Regions from separate parts of the Triticum aestivum genome. Here regions 2 and 3 are each linked to region 1. A link is a contact called in public Hi-C data. All regions are on one chromosome and are shown on one strand. The core of a region is the stretch at or near the end of the contact, and the rest is flanking DNA. Distances in the headings are between cores, read along the strand shown.

Region 1 (5,125 bases), core at 1,663-4,162:
AAGTAACTAACAATTACACAATGTACTGCTTTACAAAGCATAAAGAAGTTTCAAAGATGTACTAAACACAGTGGAGTGCATATTTAGTGTATCCTTTTATTATTATTTTTTGTATGAGTGCACATGCACTGCTAGTTAAATATGAGATATTTGACTTTAACATGTACTCCCTCCGTTCCTAAATATAAGTCTTTCTAGAGATTTCAAATAGAGACTACATACGGAGTAAAATGAGTGAATCTAGACACTAAAGTACGTCTATATACATCTGTATGTAGTCCACGGTGAAATCTCTAGAAAGACTTATATTTAGGAACGGAGGGAGTATGGTATCATGCTCTGCATGCATGAGCTGTCTCAAGTGCAACTGTGAATTTGGTTAACAATTTTGGTACAGTGTACCATGTCCAATACTTGGTGCCCTTGCACAATTTTAAAATTTTGTCTTCTACCACTTGGTATGCTATAAAAATTGAAATTATTGGCAATGACCTTGTTGGGAAAATGGCAGACCTTGGTGGAAGCATGCTGGCTCAAAGAAACAAATGTTTAACTCAACCAAGTACCTAGCATCTAAGCTAACTTAAGAACAAGATAGTTTGACAGCTTATTCGAGAACCAAAAACTCTTTTTTGTCTACTGATATGTGTAACTCTATTTATCAAATGAGGGTCTCAGACAATTGGCTGCGCAAGTGTCACCTAGTATCAGGACAAGGCAATGTAAACTTGAACATACTGCCAGTACGTTCCAAGCTAATACTCCTAGTGGAATCCTTGCTGCCAATTGGTATAGACTTGATAATTCTTGCTGAACATAACTGTGAAAACACCAGATCACCGAAACGCACTGCGGTTGCACTCCATAATGTACTAATACATTACTTTGCATAGTTACTTAATACTCCATGATGAACTATTCAAACTAAGTCGCAAGCCAGTGCACTTTTGGTGAATCAATGACACACAGTACTGCATGATAATCAAAACTTTGAAATTACACCATGACGAAGACTAATGCATCAGCCTAAAAATGAAGTTTACAAAATTACAGTTCAGATTTGGAAGAGCAACTAAAGTTATAACTTCTGAGTAAAACAAAATGACACTTATAGATAATTTGAGGTGGTGTTCAATTCATTTATGCTGAATTAAAGCTGAAAAGTTCTTCAAATGAACAATGCAGTGTATTTAAAATATATTCAGACCTTAAGTTCAGTGGTAATCTCTTTCCTAGGCATACTAGCAAAAACATAGAAAGGTAAAGAAACTTTCAAGTATCCATGATATTGGTAGGTATGCCATACCTACAGGTATGAAGGTGAAATCTGATATTCTTTTCTCAATGGTGCGAACAATTTTGTCCTGGCCTCTTTTAAGAAATGTTCCTGAACTCGTTCGCACCCTGAATACATTTCATTAAGCGTAAGTGGGCATCAGGTTCCGTAACAGTTCCAAGAGAAAGAAGAATTTGCAGTGTCCAAACCTGCTATCTTTACTCCCTCCAGTTGCAGAATCAACCACTGTCGACTTCTTCATGTGAGGCTTTGCCAATGAAATTAAATACTGACATTCTTCCTTGGACTGAGAGCAGCAGTAAAGTCAAGTCATACCCTGATCGCTATTTGAAGCGAACTAACATAGATGATAAATAGTTGCGGTAATACCAACCAGGTGTAATAAATACAACAAATACACATGACATTTCTTCATCTCCTATTATGCAATGTCATCAGAAGTAAACACCTTCCAAAGGCATTTTGGATACTAATAATCACAATGCCAAGTTTCTAATGCCAGTGTTGATATCTATCATCTACCTCTTTGTACCAATTCCATGTGTCTGAACTTCTGAGTTTGTGCCACTGACTTGAAGGTCAAGCAGATTTGAAGCACAAATTATGTGTGACTATACATATGAGGATTCCTAGATGAATAATAGATATGTATAACTCAACAAGAGCCATGTCCGGGCGCGCTGCATGTACAAGCCCTCTACAGTGAAATGCCAGTGGCGTCCAGCTCACATATGTTTCCTTCATGCGCAATTTTCTGTACCTAATTCACATCATAACTAGCATTCTTGCGACTGAAGTACAAGCATTTCGGATTTTACTTAACGAATCTAATATGTTACGGATAGGCCAATGTTTACAACGAGCTCTTAACTGGAATTCAACAATCGCCTAAAATCACCGACAAAGATCTCGAGATCTCCCAGCCCGCATGCTAGAACCAATAAAGCACGTAAAGAATAAAGAGGCAGCCGTTTAGGCCCAAACCAAAAAAACAGAATGGGGCAAGAGCCTCACGAGGAAGTTGTGGTAGATGAACGCCCGTGGCTCCCACGACAGAACCTCGGTCCAGGGCTCCCCTTTCTCCCCGCGCTTCTCCAGCCTCCTGCACAACGATAACGGAGAACAACAAGCACCACGTCAATCTCGGGAAAAAAGGGACAGCGTGCGCGGGCAACGAACACGGCAGATCACGGAGGCCGTGGACGTCGGAGGGGAGGCGGGGACGCACGACTCGAACGCGGATCTACGGAAGCGCGGGCGCGGGAGCGGGAGCGAGAGGACCGCGCCGCGGCCGGAGCCGGCCGGCAGCGAGAGCGCGCCGAGCGCCAGGAGGAGCAGCAGCGCCACCGACGCCAGCAGCAGCGCGGCCAGGATCGCCTTGGACGGCTTCCCGCGCCTCCCGGCCCCGGCGCCGCCGCCCAGCAGCGGCCTCCCGCCCCGCCCCGCCGTCCTGCTCGCCATCGCGCGCGCCCGCCCGCCCGCCCGCCCGTGAGGTCTCTCGGCGCCGCCCCGGTGGGTTTAGCGCCTCCTCGTCGTCGTCGTCCTCTGTCTCTCCTTCTCTCTCGCGGTGTGACCCGAGTCGTCGGTATGTTTTAGGCTCGATGAGATATGCTGCTGCTGCATTTTGTTCGGCTCGACGAGGTATGATGCTAGCTGTACCGTAACTGCTGCTGCGTCCCGTGGGTCCTGTGGGTGACGTGTCAGGACTGGGAGGGAGTGGGTCCCACTGCGGACAAAGTCCACCGTCGACGCGGCGAAATAGTGGGCCGACAAGGTACAAATGCGCAGGCCAGCTACACGGCCGGAAATATGAGTACTCTTCTCATCCATATTAAATCATCAACAATTAATATGGATCGAAGGAAGTACGCAGGATTTAATTATTGTGTAGATTATACAAATTTTTCCTTATCATTGGGATGATCCGTGACAAGATAGATAGAACTAGGATGAAAAGCAATAACATGATATGCACATCCTAATGGAAAAATATGAATGCGTATATTTTTCGACAAATCGGTTACACTGAGATCCATAAAAACACATATGGGCTCGAGAAAGGGGTTCCCCAAATATTGGATACCCATTGTTAAATCAAGTTGTATACTTTCTAGAATATAGGGGGATGGGGGGTATCTGACGCAACTATCCCATAGCCGCCATTAAAATGCTTATACGAAGTCAATTTATTCGATTAGAGATGGGTGCCAATAAAATGCTTATACGAAATCAATTTATTCAATTATAGACATAGAACCCTAAAAGGAGTATGGAAGATAAAAAGAAGGGTGTGGCTAGATCTCAGTCGACTAAGATTAAGAAGCCTCAATCAAGTGACATATAATATATATAAAAGAAAAAAAATTGAAAAAAAAAGTTTATACGAATCTCAATGCAAGATTAAAGGAACATAACATCGACTGAGACATAACGAAATCTCAATCGACTAAGATTTAGCAAAACCGTAAAAAGAACGCCCAACTTTTCTTTCTAGTGTTTTTACCCCTCAGAAAAAAAAGATGATCGCTCTTTTCTATTCCGGGTAAGATGATCAGATCACTTGTGTTGAAACCCCAGGCATGCTCATACTTGGTATGGGTGATCACAGTTTTATTGATTTATTTCAAGATTTAATAGCTTTATACCATTGGTAAGTGACGTCTCCGTCGACTGCGAGATGCTTGTGATGATTGTACTGTAGTATTTCAAAAAAAAAACTTGAAGAACGAAAGTTACCTCGCCTTGAAGAATTTGTCCATGGATAGATGGAGAAGAAAACAAAACAGCAGCACGGACGCGGACGGAAGCCACAAGTGTATGCAAAATAAGTGCATCTGCCGACAGCAGCTCTGTATTCTGTATATAGATCTAGCTGGACTAGATTAGAGTCTCTCTGGACATGGAATACGCAGCAATGCCTGATTACAACTACTTTTTTTTCGAGTAACGATTACAACTTCCATGTAAAAAAACGATTTATACAACTACTAATAGACGCAGGAAACTCGGCACCAAACCAAAAGCTTCCAACGTCGCTCGGGTGCCAATCCGGAGACCTCCTCGGCGCTTTTTTTAGGTAATAATCTTTTTTTTTTATTTTTTTTAGGGAAAATCTTTTTCTTAGTGTCTCCGCCGAACCGTAGCCAGCGCTCGCGCTGAGCCTTGTGGACACGGCCCATAAGCGTGAGTGCTATGCCCCAGCAGCGCTTTAAAGAAAAAAAAAATTTCAGTTTTTATATAGATTAAAAAGGATTATTTGCTTAAAAACACATATTTGAAAGGAAAAAGATTTAAATTTTTTAAAAAGATCTGAAGTTTTTTTAAAAGTTTTTAGATTCAGAAAAGGTTCATGGATTTTAAAATGTTCGTGAATGCCAAAAAATGTCATGAATTTGCAAAAAGTACAGATTTTAAGAAAAGTTCGCATATCAGCTCAAAAAGCTCGCATGTTTGGGCCCAGTACAAATAGGAATCGTTCCACCACTTTGATTGCGAGAGCAACTAATAAAGGAATACTCTTTCAGGAGCCCCTGCCTCTTAACCGACGTCACGTGTTGTGCTCTGGATGCTCTCTTCGGATTTTATTCTATTTTTCTATACGCGTTTTCGGCTTTTAGATAATTTTTCTTCTTTTTTCCTTTCGGTTTTCCCCTGGTTTTCTTAGGATTTGGACCCCCAAAAATCCGGGACAAAAATTGCGCGAAAAAACGTGTTTCTTTTCCTTTCGCAAGAGGCACGAATTTACTTCTCATTGAGGCACGAATTTACTTCTCATTGAGACACGATTTTGCTTCTGCGAGAGGCACAGTCTTGTATCTCGGAAAGAAA
Region 2 (5,125 bases), core at 985-3,484, 340 kb after region 1:
TCTTCACACTTCATAATCCTCGCATCAATATCAAAGTCTTCAAGATCACACCAATTTCCTCACTTTCAAAGTCTTCAAGAAAACCAAAGTCGTCAAATGAAGACATTCATTTTTAGTGGGTGACTTTCTTCGTAAATATCAAACTCCTCATAGACTTATAGAACCTGCGTATACTCACAAACACATTAGTTCCTTAACCTATAAGTCTTCAATACACCAAAATCACTAAGAGGCACTAGATGCACTTACAACAGGTCCACCACGAGGATGCCGCCGCCGCCACGCCATCCTTACTTGAACAGACTTGTTTCTAAATCCATCCCCAACCATAGGACCGATGGCCTCATCAGGGAAGGATCCGAGGAATCTTTCGCCGCCATCGTCGCCGCCGAAGCAAAGACGATTAACAACCTAAAAACCTAAACTACGAGGGAGTAAAATCGATCCACACGCGTGGATCCGACGACCCCCCTCACCACCGACGAACGAGGTCGCCGGCGGAGAGGAGCCGGCGGAGAACAACATTGGAAGATCGGCCTCTCCTGGCGGCGGCTAGAGTTGCAATCGCCAAGGACGAGAGGAAAATTTTGTAGGACTAGATCATTTCTCTCTTTTTCTGTAGCTAAAGCCCAAACAAAGGCCACCTTAAAGTGCAATCTGTGTAGATTAAAAGTACAACTACAAAGAAAATACAAGTATTGGCTGATTTCAAATCAAACCATTTAAATAAATAAAATGGAAAATACAAGTAAAAAGTTCAAATAAATCTTGAACATTTTTGAAATGTGTTCCGGTGAAAAATATATATTCAAGTGTAGCAAATAGATAAAATCGAAAAAAGTGATAAAAAAAGATTGGCTAGCTATCATCTAGATAAAAATTAACCAAGTCGCATCTAACTCCTACATCGTTCGATTTTATGTGAAGATTCGTGCAGATTATTTTATTTGATCAATTGAATGATATAGGAGACTTGTATTTTTTTTTGAGTGATATAGGTGTTAGCCGAGACTTTCCCAATTCACATCTAGCAAATAAAAAAACCCAGTAGATTAGCAAAAAAAATATGATTTAACGGATTGGAAGAAGATCCGTAATAATATTGTCTTATTTTAGGCTCAATAATAGACTAGTTTGTACTTTTTACATCAATAATGTGGCCACTTAGATAAAGCATATAGGATTATTTCTATCATCATTTTAGCTGGGGCCATATTTGAACTCCGGAATAACATGAGTCGACGAAGGTAGGACCTAACCCTAACCACCACCCCGTGATCCGATCCCTCTTGCCGCCGCCAGGGTTAGCCTCGCGGTGGTGGGTAGGATGTTGTTCATAGCCTGATATGGAGGAGCTGGTGGGCTGCTACGGGATGTCGATGGTGATTCATGGTCGGGCTATGACTGTCGGCAGGTGATGCTCGTCGGCGACGTTGGTGATCCAGAGCAACGATCTTCAATGGTGGCACGACCTTGCTAGGTCACCCGAGAATAGGGAGTCGATGCATTGTCCTGAACGGCGATGAGGTCGACATCAGGCCTGAACCTGTTGTGCAATGATACATGTGATTTTTCCAAGGTTTTATTTAGGAGTCTTTGAGTTTGGTTTGGGACAGCGAGGCCGCTGCCTTCTAGGAATAATGTTCTCCTCGCTCTTTCATTATGTTGGTATGTCTATCGATAGCGAGGATGTCTGGAGCCGTGCTCCGGCGGGTCCGGGATCCGGTCGACTCAGGGTTCCAGTCGATCCTTCTTGATTCAGCTGACGTTCATGGTCTTCAGAGTTTTTGCATATCCTCTATCTGTGTTTTCGATTTGCGTTGCAGTTCGCGGTCGTTGGTGTCTCCTAGTATGCATTGATGACTTTTTATTTGTTGCTTCTACAAGCTATTGGGTTTTCAAAAAAATAATAAAAAATTTCCCGCCCGAGATGGAGGCCAGAGGCAGCATCGAGTTATGCTCATACCTCCGCCGATGGATAAATGAGGAAGAAGATTTCGGCACCCAAAATCAACTGTAATTTTATCTTTCTGGGTGTGTGTGTTGTAAATTCATGTGACACTTAATATATGGCCTAGGGCCTTTTGAAAAAAAAAGAACGAATGTAGATAAAGCGAACCGGGCCACAGAATGTACTACAGAGAAACTTGGCAAACACCGCCGAAACAAACCACCGCCGGCCACCGTTTTGCCCGAGTCTAGCCCCGTCCGCGCGCGCATGCGCGTCCAGTCAGCGCGCGCTCGCCCGCTTCCACCCTCACGATTTTATCCACTCTCACCAGTCACCAACGGAGCTTCGCCCAGCGCCATCCCCCCCGCCCCGCCTCCGGATTCTCTCGCCCCAGGCCGAACAACCCCACGTTCGCCACGTGCGCGCGCGCCACCGCCTCGCCGCCCCAGCCAATGATCTAGAGCCTCGCGGATCTGACGCGGCACCCGCGCCCCGCCTCCGCGGTCCGGTCACCGTCTCGCTTGCCGCCTGTTCGTGCTGCTCTCGCCGGCATAGGGGGACGCGTGCGGCGAGCTCGTCCATGGGGACGCTCGTCTGGCTGAGGCCGACCGCGGCCCCGGCCGTCCCCGCCGGTCCCTCCGCCGCGCACGGTACGCGACACGGCTCGACGCTTACCTCCGGAGAAAGCCCCCGCGATGCTGCTGCTGATCCTATCTTATTTGGTGCTTGGTTTCTGTTTCGCTCTTCTGCAGTGGTGGCTGGCGGTGGTATAAATGCCCGGCCTCGGCGTGTGTCCATGGCGTCCCGCTGCCCGAACCCGCGGGTGCTCCAGGCGGGGAGGTGCCGATGGCTGGTTGCGAGGTCGGGTGTCACGGCCGCTGCGGCGGCCGCCGATGACCCTGAGGATTCGTCGGGGCTTTCAGGTTTCAGGCCTCCTCCCCTCTCTAGAGCCAAATGCTTTGAACTTCTTATGCCAGTGCCCGCGTAGCTAAGCTGTGCTAGCTAGAAAATCACATTGACATGTAGTTTTACGAAATATGGAAGTTATGGAGCGTATATGAACCTGCAATGTTGCCGTTGCTAGTGCTATGTGAGTTAGGTGAGTTTTGATAAACCAATAATGCAGAAACTCAAACTATTGTCCCAACCCTTCATTTCAGTATGGACCAGAGGATATGATTTGATACTTTCCTTCCTTCTGTTTATAACCAATATATGATGGACTGTAGGCTTATAATTGTTACTTCTACTCATGTGAAAGGTGTCATTAGAGTTTTTAGATTAATTTCAGAGGGAGAACAGCAGTTGTTAAGGTATTTATAAACCCTGTAGCAGCTAATGCCAGTGGCATGTTTGATGAAATTTAAGTAGTAGGCCCTACTGACTAGTACGTATTAGGAAAATCATCTCCACATATTCTGCAAACAATCTGTTGGTGAAATCATTCAAATTATATTCTAGCTGGATTTTTTTGTGCTCACTTTTTCTTTTTGGAAAACTTACTTATATTTATTTATTTAACCAGATCTGCAAGTGGCTTCAAGGATCAGAGGGGTCTTCTTCTATGCAGTGACTGCTGTTGTGGCGATCTTTTTGTTTATAGCTATGGTTGTGGTTCATCCACTTGTGCTCTTGTTTGACCGCCACCGTAGGAGGGCTCAGCACTATATTGCAAAGATTTGGGCTACTCTGACAGTTTCCATGTTCTACAAGCTTGAAGTCGAGGGAATGGAGAATCTACCTCCCAATAGTAGCCCTGCTGTCTTTGTTGCTAACCATCAGAGCTTCTTGGATATCTATACCCTTCTAACTCTAGGAAGGTGCTTCAAATTTATAAGCAAGACCAGTATCTTTATGCTTCCAATTATTGGTTGGGCAATGTATCTCTTAGGTGTCATTCCTTTACGGCGTATGGACAGCAGGAGCCAGCTGGTATGGCCTTAGCCTTGTCCCTTCCTTTTTCAGTAGGCTCTTAAATTTCGATAATCTTGTGATTGAATATAAGTTGTGGATTACCTGCAATTTGTGCCACTGAAGAAGTTCTTATTTGGTAATTCCTTTGCATATCCTTTTTGTTAGTGCAGCTCCAGCATCTTATGTGAAGCGTACATGCATACGCCCAAACCTGATAACCTATTTTGTTTAGTTTAGTTTAGTTTTCAACATTAATGACATTTTTTGTTAAATGCCTTCCTATTATAGAGTTTACCCACTTACACTTCATGTTGAACATATCATATATCCTCTAAATTCAGGACTGTCTTAAACGGTGTGTGGATTTGGTGAAAAAGGGGGCGTCTGTATTTTTCTTTCCAGAGGGAACTCGAAGTAAAGATGGAAAGCTAGGTATATTCAAGGTTAGGTTCCGTCGAATGTTATTTTACTCTTGTGTGTACTACGCTATTAGCTTTCAGTTCCGTGAAGTACTGACATTTTATAATTATCCCCAGCGAGGAGCATTTAGTGTCGCAGCGAAGACTGGCGTTCCTGTCATACCTATTACCCTTCTTGGGACAGGGAAACTGATGCCTCCTGGAATGGAAAGCAACCTTAATTCAGGTTCAGTAAAAGTCATTATTCACCGTCCAATTGAAGGGAATGATGCAGAGAAATTATGTACCGACGCAAGGAATGTGATAGCAGACACTCTTCTTCTACATGGTTATGGAGTGCACTAGTGGAAGTGGGTGGTTTTTCCTATTCAATGGATCATGGAACCTAGTTTGCCGAAACGTGTCGACTCAAGGCAAAGATAGTTTACAGGTACACGTTACTGACTAGTTCGATATTTTGAGAATCAGTAGGAAATGCTATTTGCTTCTTAAGAAGAACAGCTTTTTGAAATGAAAGAGTTTCCACGGGCGTCGTATATCATTTGTTCAAATAAGGTTCATGTAGCATAATGGTATGACTGCGCAAAACGTATCTTCAGTTTAAACTTCAAGAAAAAGGACACCTTCAGTTTGAATATGTGCCCCACATTTAGAGGTTTGAGATTGTTATCTCCACCACATGGAGGTGTGAGACGAGTGTCCTAATAAGAGACTGAATATAACACAGATGTATTTGGTGGCGGAAATACTTGTAAGTACGTATTTTTTAAAAAGGAAGGATTCCAAAAGATCTACCCTTGTTTGTGCAGCTAGTAGAGGTGCTGAGTGCAGGCATTCTTTT
Region 3 (5,125 bases), core at 1,473-3,972, 300 kb before region 1:
GCCAGGATGATTCACCTCTTGGGCATACGAGGCTAGAGACGATCTTCGATTCGATTCCTTGGAATTCCAAGTGAAATTCAGATAGGTTTTTGGCGAAATACACGGTTCCCAGGAGGACTGAACACTATGGCGTTCTAAAGGATTAGATACAACACGGACCCAACATACATACGTATTTATTAAAGATTGTTGATGAAACTAGCATATCCTTCACTTCAATGGAAGCACGCATCATATGTTCATAACACTGCGGAATGTGCACGGAGTAGGGTTCTTATGAGACCGAGGGCAGGCCAAGCATAGTAGACTAGACCCCGTGTGTCAAGCCACAGGATGGTCCTTGAGGAAGCCAAGGAGGAGCTCATTGACCTTGTCCGGAAATTGCTCCTGAACGAAATGGCTTCCTTCAGGGATGTAAGTGATCTTCAGATCTGGCGCAAACTTCTCCATGGTGCCATTTTTCAAGACGGCCTCGACCCCGGGGAACTTGATCACGTAGTCTTTCTCCCCCATGACGACGAACACCGGGACTTCAAATTTTGGGTCTTCGATTGGATGCCTCTTATGGAGAGACCTGTCAAGCGTTGCAGCACACATATAAGTATCTGTCAATACTTGATGAGCCTAATACCACAACCTATTGAGTCACCACAATGGCACATAGAGCACAATTGGTTTGGTGCCAAAAATTGGCATGCCAATGTTTGGCATTGTGCCAAATATTGGCTACTAATTGGTTGGTTACCTAGTTGTCTTGCCTATCTCACATAAAGTTACCAACATTTGGCTAGCCAAATATTGGTAGCAAACCAATCACGCTCATAATCTAGGCACCTTTAAGAGAATGGAAATTACTAATCGCTGCGTTTACCTGTATGGCATCTGCAGTGGATACACGAAACCTGATTTCTCATAGAGGGACGTGTAGACTGCAAGATCCTCCTCGGTGAACCACTCTGGAAGGGGAGTCGACAGGTCCGCGAGATCCATGATTTCTTGATCTTCCTTCGCTGTCGGGATTTCGCTTCTAGAGAAGAGAATGTAGATGGTGCGCACGACTCGCTTGACGTCATACCTGCCAAAGTCTGCCTCTGCTCTTCCTGGTTCCTGCACAGCGCAAGCTTTTTGTATGATATCATGAGAAGAACTCTCTAGTCATGTGCTTGACATGGGACTTTCAGGTTAGGGTAAAAACCCGCCAACGCAGTATATAGAAGCCTTCGGGCATGGCAGTGAAGGAGGAGCCACCGTGAAGAAAAGGGATACCCAAACACATAACACCGCATGTGCGGTTGGGGTGACGAAGAGCAAAATCATAAGCTGGCATGGCTCCGAAATCCTTTGCCACAAGGTAAGCCTGATGTGAGGTAAAACGGAAGTTATCAGAAGAGAACATTGAAGAATAACACTGTTTCTAGTGAGGGAATTATCCTATTTTCAAATAATGATCAGTGTCAGGGCATTTTTGACTCTCGGTGCTGCCTATATCCCATTGAGTGTCAGCTAATACATCAACTCAACGGGACTGATACCAATCAATAATTTGATACTACAGATGAACAAATGAAACAACAGTACTGTGACAAATTTGCCTGTTAAAAGTGCGGGAGAGTACTTTGAAGCACGGTATGAATAAATTCTGATTGTGTTGATGAAAAGTTAATACTTGTTTCAGAAGAACAATAAACCTGGTTTCATAGGTACAACATGAATTCTGGAAATATAGTAGTACAGTAATAGACTCAAGTGATCGCTCAACAAGTGAACAACCCAGCTCTCACATAAGATGGAGGAAGAAGAATCCTATGATTGAATTGTTATGTGTTTGTAAGCACACCAACTCTAGCATGATTTCCTGTTCAAAGCCTCCATGAGTTTATTAATTTTCTTACATATTTAGGCAATCAATCTCAGCTGCTTCAAATATCTAGTTACATCTGAATTTTTCTCCCACAGGACCCTGAACTAGTAGAACTCACACTGTCTGTTACCATGTTAGTAACTCTATATACGAACTGCCCCCGGAATCCCCAGGCTGATTTTAAGAGACCAACACCAACCAAGAATTCCCCCTTATTCCCCAACCGAGAACTGACCCCTGAAGCGGACATTGATTCTCCCCACAATCGAGGGCTAGAGGGCACCTTGGGAACGGATAGTGCATCCAGGACGGCAAGGAGATCCTCTTCCAGGTCGCGGTACACCGCCGCCTCTGGCTCCGGTGGCTGGTCGGAGAGGCCATACCCCCGCCAGTCCGGCGCGATGGCGCGGTACCCGGCGGCGGCCACGGCCAGCATCTGGTGGCGCCACGAGTACCATATCTCCGGGAAGCCGTGCAGGAACAGCACCGTCCCGAGCTCGCCTGCAAGCAAACAACGGTCACCACTCACATCGGCCGGCCTGCCGCGGGCGTGGTCGAGGGAGGGAGGGGGCGCTGACCTGTGCCTGCTTGGGCTACGTGGAGGTTGAGGCCTCTGATGGCGAGGTGGCTGTGCTCGATCTGCTGCTGCTGCTCCGCCATGGCCATGGCTTGCGCCGCTCTGCCCCTCTCCCGCGTCACTTCTTGGAAGAGAAGGCTTTCTGATTGCCCGTTTCTTTCTTTAGAGCTTGTGGATGGAGATTGCCGGCTGGTTGGTAACAACGACAGTAGTCCGGAGAGGCGGAGATGCTGCCGAAGAAGAGAGAGCACCAGTTTTGTCTCTAGTACTGCCCACCAACTACTATAGCCTCCACAAAGTTTATCGACGACCGGGATAGTGCTGGTCGGCCGGTTGGCTCGTCTTGCCCACCAACGTAAGCTTTTTCCTCTGCAAACAATCTTATTTTATCAGCTTCTCCCTTCACAAATATAAGATGTTTCTGAATATTTCAATATAGATTATATAGAGACTGAAATGAGTGAGCAAAGTGAACAAATATACTAAAGCATGTCTATATACACTTGATTTATAAATGAAATTAAGACATTTGAGTAGTATTTATGAACGGAGGGGAGTATTAAAGAAATAAGAGTGAATTCCATTTTTTACCATGTACTTGTACATTTGTGACACATATTACTCTATTTAGTGAAACTTCTATCGAAATATCAAATTTTAGAGAATTTTAACACGGTTTTGTCCCGGTTTTGCATTTTGCTTGTATATGTTACTAGATAGGATCTTCATGTTGCGTCAATGATTCACAAAAGAAATGCATAAAGATCGGAGGGCATTATTGACGATCATGTCGAGACTTCTCTTGAACATCTGTTCCATTCGCCATTGTCATCCACATATTTTTGGACCCCGGGCGTCACCTCACCCCTTGTCTAATGGACCCGCATAAGAAAACGAGGGTCCAAAGCTTCTAAAAGGGGTATTCTCGACGAATTTCCACTCAAACGGGTAATTAGTGTCACAAATGCATATCTAGGGGGTAAAATATGGAATTCACTCAAGAAATAAATATAGTACTAGTAAATTACACAAAAACTACTTTCCCGTCTCATATTAATTATCACTCAAACATATGTATGTAGATATATTTTAGTGCTAGATACATTCATTTGAGTAACAGTTAATACATGATGGAGGGAGCCATATTTGGGGCAATATTATAACCATCGCTTTTGGCTCATGAAAGGCAACAAGCCCCGTCGTTGAGCGAAACCGTATCTATTTCAAGAAAAACTTTACACTTCCTTGCATGGATTGAGAAAAGAGTCCTCACAAGCCCAGGCGCGTCTACCAGAGCCTATTGTCCCTGGCATTTAGCCAGTGGGTCAACGCCCATAGATCCCACAGAACCTGCCATGCGGAGATAAACAACGTGAGGTGACATCGAAACCACCGAAGAAGTGAATAAGAACATGCATAGGAAAGTCATGTTTACCCGATTCTATTATCGCAACAGAGTCAAACCCATGACCACACACACATCATCGATGTGTCGGTGTTTATACAAGTCACGAAAACCTCTGCTATTTCAAAGCATGTCTTTCACGATGGGTAAGAACTTTCGATTTTTTTTCTTTTGCGGCGAGTGTGATTTAGATTTCCAAGATGATGTTGTAAGATCACAAAGCTTGGCCCGGGCCTCTTGTCATCTAAACCCACCTCCAACTACCTGGTTCACCAGATGAGAGAGAAGTTGACCATAATACACAGATTCAACTTCCCCCTCCTTGATTCCATGGTTCTCGGGAGGGCTCGAGCGTTTGGAAAAACCTTCAAACGTCCAAATACCACAGACATAGTCTTGGAGTGTACTCAAGGTACTCCACATGGGTGATGAGATAGTCTTCAGATAAGCCTTCCACCCCCTTTGCCTTACTAGGCTTAGTTTCGCTTCTTGTATTGCTTTTGTATGTGCTAATGTGATCATTTTTGACCGTATTCATGATGTCCGTATGCATCCTAATTATGCATAGGCTATGTGCTACCCAATTATGGTTGGTATCTCCATAATGTTACATTTTGACTTGATGAAACATTTTGAGTTTTTTTTTTGACTTGATGAAACATTTTGAGTTAATGAAAAGATTATGTTATCCGCAAAAAAAAATAATATGAAAAGAGTATGTTGTAGAAATACAATATTTCTTAACCGATGAGCTACCGGATTCAAAAACTGAAAAACCAGACGGACATGATTACATTACACTATCCATTTTTAACGACCAAGAAAATTCAGAGCGACATGGTTCAAGCAGAGCAATGGTGGCGGAAGCTTTATTCATTGGGAACCCCGAGCTCACTCTCGTTCGTCGGTGGATTATAGATCAGGGATGGTCCTTGAGGAAGCCGAGGAGGAGGTCGTTGATCTGGTCCGGGAACTGCTCCTGCACGAAGTGGCACCCCTCCGGGATGTAGGTGATCTTGAGGTCCGGCGCGAAGGTCTTCATGACGCCGCTCCTCATGGCGGTCTCGAAACCAGGGAACTTGAAGCAGTAGTCCTTCTCCCCCATCACCATGAACACCGGGACCTGGAACTTGGGGTCCACGTGCTTCGTCATCCTGTGCAGAGCCCTGCGATCATGGAAGCAGTTGATAAGCTCGTCAATCAGTTTCTTCTTCGTTGTAATATAATCGGGCCATGGGCCATGGCTGGGGGCACGAAGAAGCTTCAGTTGACCTACCTGTAT

The links. Hi-C and Micro-C count contacts between places; a contact is called where the count stands out from the background.
Region 2: a Hi-C map of leaf shows a contact between it and region 1, with 3 times the contacts expected there. The contact joins the promoter of LOC123181246 here to the promoter of LOC123181243 in region 1. A contact is called at or near these places in 2 of 5 Hi-C or Micro-C datasets (both in leaf).
Region 3: a Hi-C map of leaf shows a contact between it and region 1, with 2.8 times the contacts expected there. The contact joins the promoter of LOC123181241 here to the promoter of LOC123181243 in region 1. A contact is called at or near these places in 2 of 5 Hi-C or Micro-C datasets (both in leaf).

The regions. Positions count from the first base shown.
Region 1 is chr1D:243,490,862-243,495,986 of IWGSC CS RefSeq v2.1, forward strand. LOC123181243 (probable prolyl 4-hydroxylase 3) reads right to left here and starts at 2,913. Exons shown (of 8, transcript XM_044593505.1): 1 at 2,526-2,913; 2 at 2,312-2,399; 3 at 1,486-1,583; 4 at 1,307-1,404. The coding sequence starts at 2,758.
Region 2 is chr1D:243,833,231-243,838,355 of IWGSC CS RefSeq v2.1, forward strand. It overlaps LOC123181246 (1-acyl-sn-glycerol-3-phosphate acyltransferase LPAT1, chloroplastic), which reads left to right and starts at 2,235. Exons shown (of 6, transcript XR_006491601.1): 1 at 2,235-2,601; 2 at 2,704-2,874; 3 at 3,477-3,883; 4 at 4,207-4,308; 5 at 4,402-4,714.
Region 3 is chr1D:243,194,966-243,200,090 of IWGSC CS RefSeq v2.1, forward strand. It overlaps LOC123181241 (AB hydrolase superfamily protein YfhM), which reads right to left and starts at 2,723. Exons shown (of 5, transcript XM_044593500.1): 1 at 2,440-2,723; 2 at 2,097-2,362; 3 at 1,196-1,357; 4 at 872-1,107; 5 at 157-574. The coding sequence starts at 2,527. The coding sequence ends at 322. LOC123167947 (bifunctional epoxide hydrolase 2) reads right to left here. Exons shown (of 4, transcript XM_044585807.1): 3 at 5,120-5,125; 4 at 4,529-5,009. The coding sequence ends at 4,763.